2 separate regions of the Mus musculus genome follow, and region 2 is linked to region 1. A link is a contact called in public Hi-C data. All regions are on one chromosome and are shown on one strand. The core of a region is the stretch at or near the end of the contact, and the rest is flanking DNA. Distances in the headings are between cores, read along the strand shown.

Evidence for each region. Hi-C and Micro-C count contacts between places; a contact is called where the count stands out from the background.
Region 2: a contact with region 1 is called in a Hi-C map of B cells, with 5 read pairs. A contact is called at or near these places in 1 of 39 promoter capture datasets (cranial neural crest) and 1 of 484 Hi-C or Micro-C datasets (B cells).

The regions. Positions count from the first base shown.
Region 1 is chr19:7,036,892-7,043,660 of GRCm38.p6, forward strand. It overlaps Stip1 (stress-induced phosphoprotein 1), which reads right to left and starts at 3,135. Exons shown (of 14, transcript NM_016737.2): 1 at 2,989-3,135. The coding sequence starts at 2,997.
Region 2 is chr19:10,875,870-10,883,085 of GRCm38.p6, forward strand. Tmem109 (transmembrane protein 109) reads right to left here and starts at 5,874. Exons shown (of 4, transcript NM_134142.1): 1 at 5,783-5,874.

The sequences.
Region 1 (6,769 bases), core at 1,885-4,384:
CCCTAGTCTTTTGCCCCCTCCCCTTTTTAACACTTTGTGATAGGGTCTCAGTTGAATTTAGAAGGCTAGCCTTGAACATGAGATGAGATCTTCCTGTTCTGATCTCCCACTAGCTGAGATTAGAGGTCTAGTTGCTTTTCTTTTCATTATCTGTGTGTGTGTGTGTGTAAAGGGTTTTTCTTAGCTCTGTTGACCTACAGAAGGTCAAGAACGTCACACTGCAGAGCAGTAGTAGCCTATGCCTTGGGAGGCAGAGGCACACAATCTGAGTTCCAGGATACCTAGGGCTACATAAAAACTCAAATCTCCAAAGGAAAAAACAACAAACAACTCAAACAACCGGACATAAGGTACCTATGGAAAAACAGCTTCACAGCACCACCACCACCACCGCAGATTTTCCAAGACGGGTTTCTGCATAGCCCTGGCTGTCCTTGAACTCAGGGATCTGCCTGCTTCTGCCACCCAAGTGCTCGGATTAAAACTACCACAGACTCACCGCTCCCTTTTAAAGCCAAGAATAGAGTGAACATGAGTAGGATGTTACTTATGTTATTGGGATGGGCATGTAGCTCACTTGATAGCCCAAGCACCAGGTTGGACCCCAGCACCAAGCACAGTGGCATATACCTATTATTTCAGGATTTATGAGGTGGAAGAAGGAGATTGCTGTAGTGAAATTATTACAGCACCTATTATGGAATGATCATCTACTCATGATTCAGAAGACTGACATAGAATGTACTTCTTGCAAATGCGTTTAGAATCCCAAGGTACACCAATTAGAAACTTTCACAGAACAGAGGTCCCAATGCACATGTAAGCTGGCTTTTCTCTGCAATCTCAACACTTAGGAAGAGGCAGCGGACCCTATTCTCAGCAAAGGAGGATGACATGCAGGAGAGATAAAGGAACAGACAGGAAACTGCCAATATGACATTCCTTTACAGGAAGGTCAAGGGAGAAAAAGAGTACACAGTACACAAATATTCATCTTTGAGCTGGGCAGTGGTGGCAGAGGCAGGTAGAGTTCTGAGTTCAAGGCCAGTGTGGCCTACAGAGTTATTTCCAGGATAGCCAGGGCTACACAGAGAAACCCTGTCTTGAAAACAAACAAACAAACAAAAAAAAACCCCTCGTCTTTGTTTGCAGTTAGGATCTCTTTATGTAGCTATAGCTGACCTGTAACTCCACTATATAGACAAAGCTGTCTATCTGTCTGCCTCTGCCTTCCAAGTGTTGGGATTGAAGATCTGTGCCACCACACCGGGCATTAGAAATAATGTTTTGGGATTTTTTAAGACAGGGTCTCACTATACAACTCTGGTGGTCCACTTACTTACTCAGAGATCAGCCTGCCTCTGCCTCATTGAGTGCACCATCATGCCTAGCAAAATTAAATCTTAAAATATAAACTATGTGTCACTGTAGGAGTTACCTGGAATTCTACTCTTCAAATGTACAATTTTCCAGACAGGGTTTCTCTGTATAACCCTAGCTGTCCTGGAACTCTCTGTAGACCAGGCTCTCCTCAAACTCAGAAATCCACCTGCCTCTGCCTCCCAAGTGCTGGGATTAAAGGCTTACTTATGCCACCACCACCTGGCTCAAATGTACAATTTCCAATATTCAAACGCATTTGTGTATATGCTAGTGCATGGGGCAGACATTGGAAGTCAGGGTCTTCCTCCAACACTCTCCACCTTACTCTGAGACAGAATCTCAATGAATCTGGAGCTCACAGACAGGCCTGAGATGCTCGGGTCTCCCCTCCCCTCACCGATTTAGTGGGTAAAGGCAATCGGAACCCAGGCCTTCATCCTTAGACATCAAACGCTGAACCAACTGAGCCATCTCTAAGCCCAACGCTCAAATTTGTCATCTTACTGTAAGTTTGCAGTCCACAGGAACACTTGCACACTTGTATAATGGCTGGCAGGATTTTTCCCCACTGAGGAGGGTGGGGAGGATGGACGGGGTAGACCATAGCTCTAAATTCAGGCCCTGTGTTTGATCCCTAGTGCCACACAATGAATGAATGAATGATAATGAAAAACAACCTCTTTTTGTTGTAACAGAGCAAGGTGTTACTCATACCAAAAAAGCGTCTCTCTTGTCCGTACTGCAGTTACAGTTTAATTACTCCAAGGGTACAGAAAGTTGATTAACCTCTCCATTTAGTCTTATTAACAAGGTGAGAGGCCCCACGGTCCCTCACAGTGACTATTCCAGAACAAAAGGTTTTACTTTATACATCACAGTAAAAGTAGTAGTAAGCTGTGCTCTTTTTGTATGTGTGTGTTTGGATGAATCACAACGGTTCAATGACAGCTTCCAAGGTAACAAAACCTCTCCAGGCCTCAGATGCAGGCCACTGTAGCCTGAGCTAAATCACCAAGGTAAGGACGGCAGGTTTCCCTCTGTGCCCCAGATCAGATGCTGAGCGGTAGAGACAGGGACTTCTAGCTCCTCACTATCGGCTCACAACTGTCTAAAACCACTAAATCCTGTGTAATCGGGAACGGAATTTCCAAGGGTCGGATACTCAGTCACCCCACAGTCACTACGAAAAGTGGGGGGAGGGGCGACATATGTATGCCTCAGGGAGCCCTGGTGACACTGTCCGCGCCCGCCTTCTCTGCAGTCGCGCGGGTCCTTTTCCCGGGCGCACACAGATGCCGTGTACCCCGAAGGCTGCTGGGGTGATCGGTCACCGGATCCCTCCAAGTTCGCAGCGGCCGACAGGGGCCTCTCCGCGCTGAGGAGGCCCGGCCCCCAGAAGCTTCGGGGCCCGGCCGCGGCCAGGCCTGTTCCCGCTCCACTCGGCGGGTCGCGGGGGCGACGGGCGCTCGCCATTCTCCCCTCACACGCCCGACCGCGGCTCTCACGCCCGCGCCTCGGCCGCCCGACCCGGCCCCCCAACCACTCGCTTCTCCCCGCCAACAGGCCTGCGCTGCCCCGGGGCCCCGGCCGCCCCTCCCCCTTCACCTGCTCCATAGCCTGGCCCGGAACCCCGTTGAATCGAATTCGTCCGCTCCGCGTTCCCAACCGCACGCGCCGCCTTCTGGAACCTACTAGAAGCTGCCGGGACCCCCAGGTTACCGCCCCTTCCTCGCCTGCTCACTGGTTGAACACGTCCAGGAGGCTCTGCTCGCCCCTTTTATAGGCTTAAAGTTCAGTCAATCATCGTGACTTCTCTTTCATTGGTTTTTTACGGGTCTTCTCTTCAGCCCTGCCTCCTCTGCACCTCCGGATTGGACACTCCGCGGCAAGTCCCGCCTATTTCAGGGCTAGGCTAACTGAGGGAGGAGCGGGTCTTGACGACACGGATTGGTTGGTTAGTCCGTCAATTGTAGCTGGCCTGGCCGCACCCATTGGTCCTGTTCTTTCTGGAAATTTCCACAACTCTCATTGGGCTGAAGGACTCCTAGACGGAACCGCCTTTCAGAGGAAACATTCAATTGGGTGGATGGGTGGGGAAAAAAAAAAATTTGGCCATTCCTGGCGCTGATTGGTTTATGCCGCTGCCCTGTAAGGGGGTGCTCGGCTGGCTGGTGGTTCGTGGGGAGTCGAGCATCTGGCCCGGTGTCGCCTAGGCTTTAACTACAGCGTTACAAGCTGTTTTCCCTGAGTCTGAGACTGTTGGCCCGCGCTTCCTCGCATCCTGACTATTAGGCCCGGAATGTACCCAAAATATTGCGGGCTATGACGGGCCTGCGTTGAATGTTCCCAAAATGCTGCGGGCCACGACAGGCCTCCGCTTTTCCGGCAGTGTCCTGGCGGACCGGCTGCTTGGCCCTTACTCTCTGAACTCAGCTGCAAGCTTTGGTCACCATGGCCTGCCAGCAGAAATGCTACTTGGGTTGCAGGCTTAGCGTGTAGCTTATGGAACGACAGAGACTGATGATCAGGGGTCTGGACAGGATTTGTATAAGGAACGTGGGCTGTGCGGTGCCATGTCTGTGCCAGTAGCACCAATGCATACCCTCTCCATCCGGTTACCCCTTATCTGTTCACTTATGCCTACCTAGTTCTTTCTCCTGCCTCACTTAAGATCGGAGGAAATGAGCGGTGGTGGCATACAGCACGCAGGAAGCAGAGGCAGGTGTATCTCTTAAGCTAGCCTGATCTACATAGTGAGGTCCAGGACAGCCAGAGCTATCCATACCAGAACTATATAGTGAGACCCTGTCTCAAGAGAGAGGGAGAGGGAAGAGGCAGAGTGCTGAAATTACAGGTGTGAGCCAAATGTGGCAAGAGTACTTTTTGGGTGACTGGAGATAGAAACAAAGGTCTTGTCTGTGCTACACAAGCCCTCTACCCATGAGCCTCCAACCTTCTGTTTGACAAAAAGAAAATACAAAGGTTAGGTTTTTTGGTTGTTTTTTTTTTTTTTTTTTTTTTTTAATTACAAAAGGCATGTATACAAAGTGCATGATTAAGCCAGGCATGATGGAGTGGACCTTTAATCCCGCACTGGGATGGGGGCTGGGGGTTAGGTAGATCTGTGTGAGTTGGAGGCCAGCCTGGACTACAAAATGAGTTCCACGACAGCCAGGGTTCTGTTACACTGAGAAACCCAGCCTGGAAAAAAACAAAGACACCACCACCAACAAAAAAAGTGCATGACTGCAATCCCAAATTTTGGGAGTTGGAAAAGGGAGGGAGATCAGAATTCAAGGCCAGCCTGAGCAAATGAAGAAAAAAAAATGGAAGGAAGGGGAAGGGAAGGGCTTGAGATGGCTTGAAAATGTGGTAAAGGGTGTTTATTCCCCAACCAAGCAAGCCAGGCAACCTGAGTTTGAGTCCTTGAACACACACAACAGAGATATATCACCACTTCAAGGCCGACAATGCTTCCCCCCCCCCGCCCCCCCCCCCGACATGTTTTTTCTGTGTAGCCCTGGCTGTCCTGGAGCTCACTCTGTAGACCAGGCTGGCCTTGACTCAGAAATCCGCCTGCCTCTGCCTCCCAAATGCTGGGATTAAAGGCATGCACTACCACGCGCCCGGCTTCGGCTTTTTTTTTTTTTGGTTTGACAATGCATTTTTTTTTTAAACCTTAAAAATAATGACAAGGGCCGGGCATGTAGGTGCACGCCTTTAATCCCAGTACTTGGGAGGCAGAGGCAAGTGGATTTCTGAGTCAAGGCCAGCCTGGTCTACAGAGTGAGCTCCAGGACAGCCAGGACTACACAGAGAAACCATGTCTTGAAAAAACAAATAAAAATAAAATAAAAACTTAATAAAAGCTGTGTTTCCCAGTTATTTTTCTATTGCTCTAAAGAGGCACCATGATCAAAGCAACTTACAAAAGAGTTTATTGACGTTTTCAGTTCCAGGGAGTAAGTCTAAGACTGCTATGGTGGGTAGCATGGGAGCAGGCAGGCAGTCCTGGTACTGGAGCAATAGCTAAGAGATATACACAGAGAAACCCTGTCTCAAAAAAAAAAAAAAAAAAAAAAAAAAAACAGAGAGAGATGACAGAGACCTGGGATAGGGGTAGCTTCCAGGAGCTATGGGGATGACTTTAGCTGAGACTCCTAACAATGAGAAGCCGGGTGTGGTGGCGCACGCCTTTAATCCCAGCACTCGGGAGGCAGAGGCAGGTGGATTTCTGAGTTCGAGGCCAGCCTGGTCTACAAAGTGAGTTCCAGGACATCCAGGGCTCTACAGAGAAACCCTGTCTCGAAAAAATCAAAAAAACAAACAAACTAAAAATGAGAAGATATGGAACTTGAGGTCACCTCCTGTAGCCAGGCAGTACCCCTAGTGGAGGTGATAAGGAGACCAACCCCCCCCCAAAAAAAAAAAAAACCTATTTACAAGATGCCCCGGGACACAGATGGAGCAGAGACTGAGGGAATGGCCAATGACTGGCACAAGTTGAGCCCATCCCACAGGCAAGCACTAATCCCTGACACTATTAACGATACTCTGTTATGCTTACAGACAGCCTAGCATAGCTGTCCTCTGAGAGGCTCTACCTAGCAGCTCACTGAAACAGACGCAGAGACTTTCGGAGCTTGGAGAGTCTTAAGGAAGAGTTGGGGGAAGGATTGAAGGCCCAAAAATAAGAGTTTAACAAGAAGAGGGATCAGCACTCGGGAGACAGAGGCAGGCGGATTTCTGAGTTCGAGGCCAGCCTGGTCTACAGAGTGAGTTCCAGGACAGCCAGGGCTATACAGAGAATCCCTGTCTCAAAAAAACAAAAACCAAAACCAAAAAAAAAAAAAAGCCAAGAAGAGGGAGACCAACATAGTTAACTAACCTGGACCACTGGGACCTCTTAGAAATTGGACCACCAGCCAAAGAACATACACTAGATCTAGGTCCTCCACACATATGTAACAGATGTGCAGTGCAGTCTTCATCTGGGTTCCAAACAGCTGGAGTGGGGGCTGTCCCTAAAGCTACTGCCTGTTTGCGGATCCTGTTCCCCTAACCGTTGGGCTGCCTTGTCTGGCCTCAGAGAGAGAAGATGCGCCTAGCCCTACAAAGACTTGATGTGCCAAGGTGGGAGGACACCCAGGGGACCTCCACCCTCCCAGAGGAGAAGGGAAGGGAAGGGACTGTGTGAAGAGGGCACGGTGTGTGTGTGTGTCGATCAGGATATGAAGTGAATACATGAATTAAATAACTAACGGGTGGAAGAGCTTCCATCTGATTCACAAGGCAGGGAGAGATCTCACTGCGGATGGTGTGTGCTTTTGAAATGTCAAAGCAGACCCTCAGTCATCAACATTCTCCTGCCTCCCAGCCCTTCCCA
Region 2 (7,216 bases), core at 4,624-7,123, 3.8 Mb after region 1:
TTCTGCAACATCTTCAGAGATGAAGGGTGAAAGACAGCCCTTTCCAACATGCCTTCCATGATAATAAGACCATTTTTAGAGCACTCCCTAGCTAACCACAGGATTAGGGAGGTAATTACCAAGGGGACCAGCCATGCCTTTAGAGGGTTGAGATTCTCATCCCTAACCTCTGAGGAGGAAGGATGGCTAATGACTGAGTTAATTCCTACAACCAGGGATTTGGCAGATCACACCTAACTAATGTGACCCTTCTTTAGGGGGTTATCCTTTCCAGGGTGATTTCCCATTCTTTTACCCACTGATACACTGCTAACCTCTGAAGAGAAGATGTATTATAGTGATTAAATGTCAACTGTTGCTGGGGGCAGGTAGCTAAGTGACAGATGCCTTGCCTACCATGTGCATGGCCATGGGTTCAATCCTTAAAAGGACAGACAGAGACAGACAGACAGAAACCAACCACTAAAGAATCTTTTTTTTTTTTTTGTTTTTTGAGGCAGGGTTTCTCTGTGTATCTCTGAGTGTCCTGGAACTCACTCTACAGATCAGGCTGGCCTCAAATTCAGAGATTCACCTGTCTCTGCCTCCTAGTGCTGGGATTAGAGGTATATGCCCCCATCACTGGCTTAAAAAATCTTTATATGTATAGAATCCATAACAGCTGGTGAATTTTGGGTTATATCAGGATGTGTAATATTATTCTTTGTTCCTTAATTCTGTGCTCCAACTAATACAAAACATATAAATGGCTCCAGAGTCTAACTTACTCACAAGTAATATCCATCTAAGAACTATAGGAACTAGCCCCAGGAGGTTGGAGTCAAGGTCTATCATGGCATTTTGGCCAGAAAGAAAAAAAAGGGGGGGCTGCATGCCCCAGGTGAGAAGACCCCACTCAGCATGTAGCACCCCCACCCTATACCTTCCTCTCTACAAACCTCTTTATATAACTACATTCCATAAGATGGAGACTTGAGGCCAACACCCCTGTTTTCTCAGAGGCAGGCCCTGAATGAATCTGATTTCTTTCCCACCAATTCTTCTCTCCCAAGTGTTTGCTTTCGGGCAATGAGAGGCAGGACTTATGTCTACAACTTTAGATGCTAGCTTATTTTATCTGTGCTCTGTCTGACTCTAAGTCAAGGTTCCTCGACCTCTCTGTCAGGTTCAATTAACTGGCTGAAGAGAGTCAAGGGTTCAGAGAAGCGCTTAGGTTCACTGGATAAGCACAAATACTTAAAGGATACTGATGAACACCAGCTGTAAAGATGGTAGCACAAGGTCTGGAAGAAGGAGTGCAGAGCTACCATGCCCTACCTAGGTACATCACCCTCGGAAGGTCTCCAACATATGTTAGCGATCTGGAAGCTCTCTAAATCTGGTCTTATCTGTATTTTCCTAGAAGTTTCATTATATTATATAAGTGTGATCAACAAAATCTCTAGCCATTGGAATCAACTCAATCAGTAGTCACCTGTTCTCCTGAGAGGTACCAACAAAAGAGTTGACATGACTGGTTCCCCTGGCAACTACTCTCTCTCTCTCTCTCCAATCCTTTAGCTATCTACAGGGCTTTCTTAAAAATGGAAATATTGACATGGACGGTATATTTGAAAGGGCTGCTTTCCCCCTTTATCCTCTGGAGATGATGCAGGAAGCCATGCAAAATGCTGATGATTTTGACAAAGGCAACGTTCCCATGCATTAAATTATAAGAGATATATGAGATCCGAGCAAGGAAGGGTAGATGAAAACCAGCTGCTGGTGTGTGTGTGTGTGCGCAAGCAAACTGCTGGTATCACACCACGATCTATCACACCACTGATGCAGAATGACTTCAACTTCGTATTGCCAAAATAAGCAAAGGGTTCAGGAACAGCCAGCCCTTAACGAAAGATTATCAGGAATAAAAAGCAAGACACTGGTCTTGCATGCACTACTTTTCTCAGTCTGACAGATACTTATCATTGAGTAGGCACCGTCATCCCAATGATGAAATCAAGGAAAGATAGGCAGTGTGTGGGAAAATCAAGCTATGAGTTCAGATAGATCTACTGAGCACTCCTTCTTGGTCCACAACCTCTTTGCTGAACTGTGTTCAAGTTTAGAAGTTACTTATAAAGTCACATAACAGATTATCCATAAGCTCGAACACACTTGGCATTCACCAACCATCTCTGGGAATTATGGCGAAAACTTGCCCAAGCACCTTGTGCTCTGTGCTCTGATCTCATCCACAACATGATGCCACACGTGAGTGAGGAGTCAGCAAGCACCAACCTATTGAAGCAGGTAAGGAGTAGGTAAGAAGAATGTTTGCAGGCCCACTTCTTCTTTGCCACTCTGCTGAGAAACGTCAAAGGACTCTAGTAAATCCCATTCTACCTTGGCCTCAAAAGGACACCTGCAGCTCCAGAGAGGTCCTGTGAGTCAGAGCTTCTGAGCCGAGGCTGAGCCGAGGCTCTAAGGTGGTGGAGAAGCCAGGGTTTGAAGTATGTGTGGTTACCAGAGTACTGGGGGGAATTGGCTGCAAATCTAGAGTCATCTGGATAGCAGAGAGGGAATAGAAAGATGTTCCACCATTTGGGCAGAGAAGGCGCAAAAAAAAAAAAGACTCTAAAAATACTTCATTGGGGTAGCTTCTGGACCAGAAACAGCTGCCTGACACACCCCGCCCCCCAAGGTCAAATGGAGTTGCAGGACACACAATTCAAGTGAAAAAGCCTCAAGCTGAAAGAATCTTCTTCTCTTTGGCACAAATCAAGAGCCAGATGGTTCCTGCCTGCCACTGGTAGGAGCTGCGGAAAACATGGGTTGGTTCCTAAGGTATCTGGGTCACAATCATGATTGGGGCCCTAAAGAACAGGCCTGCTATCTTGGGTTGGATCCTATATCCAAGGACCTCCAACAGGAGGAATCAGGTGTCGTCTCTTCCCTACTAGAAGGTCAGGGTGACATGAGCTGCAACTCCCACAGCAGCCTGTTCTCTGGGCCAGTTTCAACTTAAAGCAGCCACCTGCCCCAGTCTAGGGAACCTTGAACTTAACCCCTCCACCTTGAGGACAGCACTGCTCTTCTAGGTGAGCTGAAGTGTGCCAGAATCTCACAGGATTCTGGAGAACACTGGGTGTGAAGAAAACTGGCAAGCTACTTTCTTCATCAGTTCCTCTTCCTTTCCTTTCCTTTCCTTTCCTTTTTTAAGTGAGGCTCAGGCAATATGAATCTGACCCACCATCATCATGCTTCCTCATGTCTCATCAAGAACTTTGCAGTTTTGCTCTTTAAGTCAGGGCCTGATGTAGCCCAGGCTAGCCCGAACTCCTCATGCTGCTGATGACTCTCAACTCCTGATCTTCCTTCTTCCACCAAGTATTGAGTTTACAGGTATGTGCCACGTGTGTGTTACCTGTGTGTTGCACTAGGAACTGGACCCAGGGCTTTGTATATAAAAGCAAATACTACCAATTAAGGACATACATACTAGCACTCATCAAAATATTATTAATACAGAAAGATGCTATGGCCATTAAAAGACAAACAGCGTTGGCCTCTGAAAGATGGGAACATGTCTGAAACGTTTTTGTTTCCTCAAACAGGAGGTACTCCACACATGGAAATGTGTATAAGTTATCAAATTTTAATAGTGATTCGTAATTTACTAAGTGTTGTCTACTTCATTTAATTTTTATGACAATCTGTGTGTGTGTGTGTGTGTGTGTGTGTAGCTGGAAATCAAACTCAGAGCTAACAGGTAGGCAAGCACTTTACCACTTAGTTACAAAAGAACAGTGTGTGTATACAAGTGTGTATGTTTGCATGTGTGGAAGCCAAAGACCAACTTAAACAAATTGGTTCTCTCCTTCCACCATGTGGGTCCCAGGGATCGGACTCAGTTCATTAGGCTTAGTGGCAGGTCCCTTCCCCCCATGGAGCATCTCACCAGCCCTATAGTTATCATGACACCCCATTTTGCTGAGAACAGAAATAGGGACCGTGTCCCCAAGTCCAGCAGCTCAGGCTTGCCCTTTTGCTTGTCCCACACGTCCACACTGCCTTGGTAAGACCTGCTCTCTGCCTATGGGAACATACCGTTCCATTACCTACCATCGAGCGTAAAGCCGAAGACACCCAAACCTCCCAAGAAAAGCCTTCATACTGGAAGATGACCCACCCGCTGAGAGTTTACAGGTTACACACCAAGAGAGTAAGAAGGGACAGCCAGAGATAGCACTGAGACTGGCCACTCCTGTTCAGACAGCTGCAATTCAGCTTAGTAGGGACAGTCTCAGCTGGGGAACTGCTTTACTTACTATGGTGGTGAGACGTCACTCTATGTTCAGCTGTGGTTTGCTCTGCCAGGGCGGGGTGGGGCTGTCCACACTACCTCCAGTCAGTGCTCCTTCCTCTTCTTTTTCCTTTCTCGCTATAAATCACTACAGGGGCAAGAACTAACTTGGTGCCCTCTGCTGGCCCCCACGGTTCCTTCACTACTCACTGCAGTCCTGTGGATCTGCAATCCTCACTCTGGATTGCCCATCTGACCTGCCTGACTAGCCTGTTAAACAAGGGTGTTTGCCCCACCCAGGCAACCCACTCAGACCCTCCCAGGGAGGAGCTCAGCCTTTTTGTTTTGTTTTTAAAGCTCCCCAGGATTCCTGAGGCATAATCAAACAGTGGTTGCAAAGATCAGCAACGCAGAGAAAAGTCTACTTTAAGCAAAGCCTCCTAAGAGCTCTCTGTACAAAGGACACAGGTTCAGATCTATCACAAGTTAGCCGCCACTACCTTTACACCTGTTACTTAACCTATCTGAAATTCAATCTCCTCAAATGTAAGTTCTGTTGAAACTGGGTTAAGAGTTACTTCAAGAAGTTAGATAATTTGTGCAAGCACTGTGTTCAAAGTTTGTCCCACAGCCTCCCAGTGACTCTCAGACTAACTTGACATTAACTTTTCTTGGAATCCCCAGCACCTAGCATAGAATGACTAAGTGCTTGCTAAATGAGTATCAGAAGCCCTGCCAAGAAGCCACAAGTGTAGGACATAAAGACATGGAGAGGTGGCGGGGGGGGGGGGGGGAGGGAAGGGGAGGAGGTTATTTGAATAGTCAGTCCAAATATACGACAGCCACATGAGAAGCACAGCTGAGATAGAAGGTCCTAAACGTGGCGAAGTCACCACTAAGGAGAATGAAGTCAGCGTTCTGGCAGGTCGGAGGCAGCCCTCGCTAAACCCCTGACAGCTGCTACCCAGCAACTGTTTGTGGGGCAGGGTGTTTGCAAAGGGGGGGGGGGGGGGTGTGCAGCCTTGCCGCTCCCTTCCCAAGGCCCAGACTCCAGGCAATAGGGTCAGTGGCATGTGCTATTTCGAACAGCACATCCCCTGCCAAGCACTCCATAGTGGCGTCGCGAGGCCCATGAGGTCAGGATACCCTGAGGGGGGCTCCAACTGAGGCGGCAGGAGGCTGGACCATGGGGCTGGGGGAGGTGTGCAGTTCGGCACTGGCCTCATCCCCCAAATCTGGCAGCTGCTCCCTCCGGAGGGCTAGACCTCAGCGCTCGAACCCACTCATCCCGGGAAACACTCTCCTCCAGGGTTACCTAGTAACAACGCCCCTGGTTGCATAGCAACGAGGATCTGGGTCCCATACTTGTTAAGCCCCACGTTCCACGTTCGACCCCTCCCCACTAGGGCTCGCAAGGCCTTGCGGCTCCGCCCTGTTACCTCCTGCAAATCTGTCCTTTAAGCTGCATCTACAGCCCTGGTCTCGGCCCTCACTCACCCTGCTCCGGTCACCGCTATCCTTCACGTGGGACTTCGCTAGAAAACGCGCCACCAAACCGGCGCCTCAACTCCCGGGGTGTTGGTTTATAGTCTGCGCATGCGCGGGGCGGTCGACGGAGGAGACTGGCAGGTCTTTCTGGCAGGCATCGTGGACGCATGCGCTCTGCTCGCTCCATTATGGTTTGTACGTGTTTTTTCCCTCCCAAATATTTCCAAGAGAAGAATGGCGCCGGAAATTGGAGTTGGAACGGAAGCGAAGCCTTTGGCAGGAAAGGGGAAAGAAAGAACTGTCGAGGCTGTGGCGTGGGTAGAGTTGGTGCTCGATGCGGGATTCGGTGCAGATCCGAGTCTACAACGCATTTAGGGCGGCAGTTTCCTCCCGGGAAGTGCAGTTCCTAAGGCGGGGCGCTGGCGAGCACTTGGAGGGCTGAGAAACCTTTCACGCTAAAAATGGCACATCAGGGGGGAAAGGCACAAGGTGTTAGTGGGCACATGAACGGTGTACGGCCTTGGAGAAACTCATATGCTCTGGAAGAGAGCAAAACCTCACCCAAAATGTGTGGGTGACCACCAAAGCTTTGCTTACAATTGTTAGGGAAAGGAAAGCAACCCAGGTGCCCTGGGGTTATTTTGTTTGTTTGTTTGTTTTAAACCTTAGAACACTGAGGTAGCTTTGTGGATGAGGTAGGCAGAGATGTAAAAATTGTTTAAAGGTTTATTTATATGAATACACTGTAGCTGTCTTCAGACACACCAGAAGAGGGCATCAGATTCCATTACAGGGGGTTGTGAACCACCATGTGGTTGCTAGGAATTGAACTCAGGACCTCTGGAGGAGCAGTTAGTGCTCTTCACCGCTGAACCATCTCACCAACCCATAAATTTTAAAATTACGTGTAGTTATGTATTCTATGCATGCGTTCGGGTGTGCAGGCACAATACAATACTCCTATGGAAGTCAGTTCTCTCCTGCTGTGTGGATCCCGGAGATTGAATCCGGGTTGTCAGGCGTGCCTTAGTGGAAAAGATCTCAGGGGTGGTGGGGGTGGGAGTGGTGTTTTTGGTTTCTTTCTAGACTTAGTTTTAGTTTGCAAGTGCCTTTTGGGAAATTAACATAGGCACACATATTAGAAATGTATGGGAACATTGGAAGGGAAAGGAGGACTTCCCTTAGGAGTCTTGTTAAAACCTCCCATCAACTGAGAATCAAAAACTACTTTAGGTGTTTCTCTCTTCCCAGCTGTAAACCTACAAGTTTCTAAGAACTTCACTAGAAACTTACATTTACAGTAAGAAAGACCTGTCCTAGCCCTCCCCTAAAGGGTGCAATCCTAGTGGCTCATAGTTATATTTTACTAGATTATATTCCTAACCCAGTCACTTCTGGAGCCATCCTATAATATCACTAATCAGAAAGAGAGAAAAGGATAAA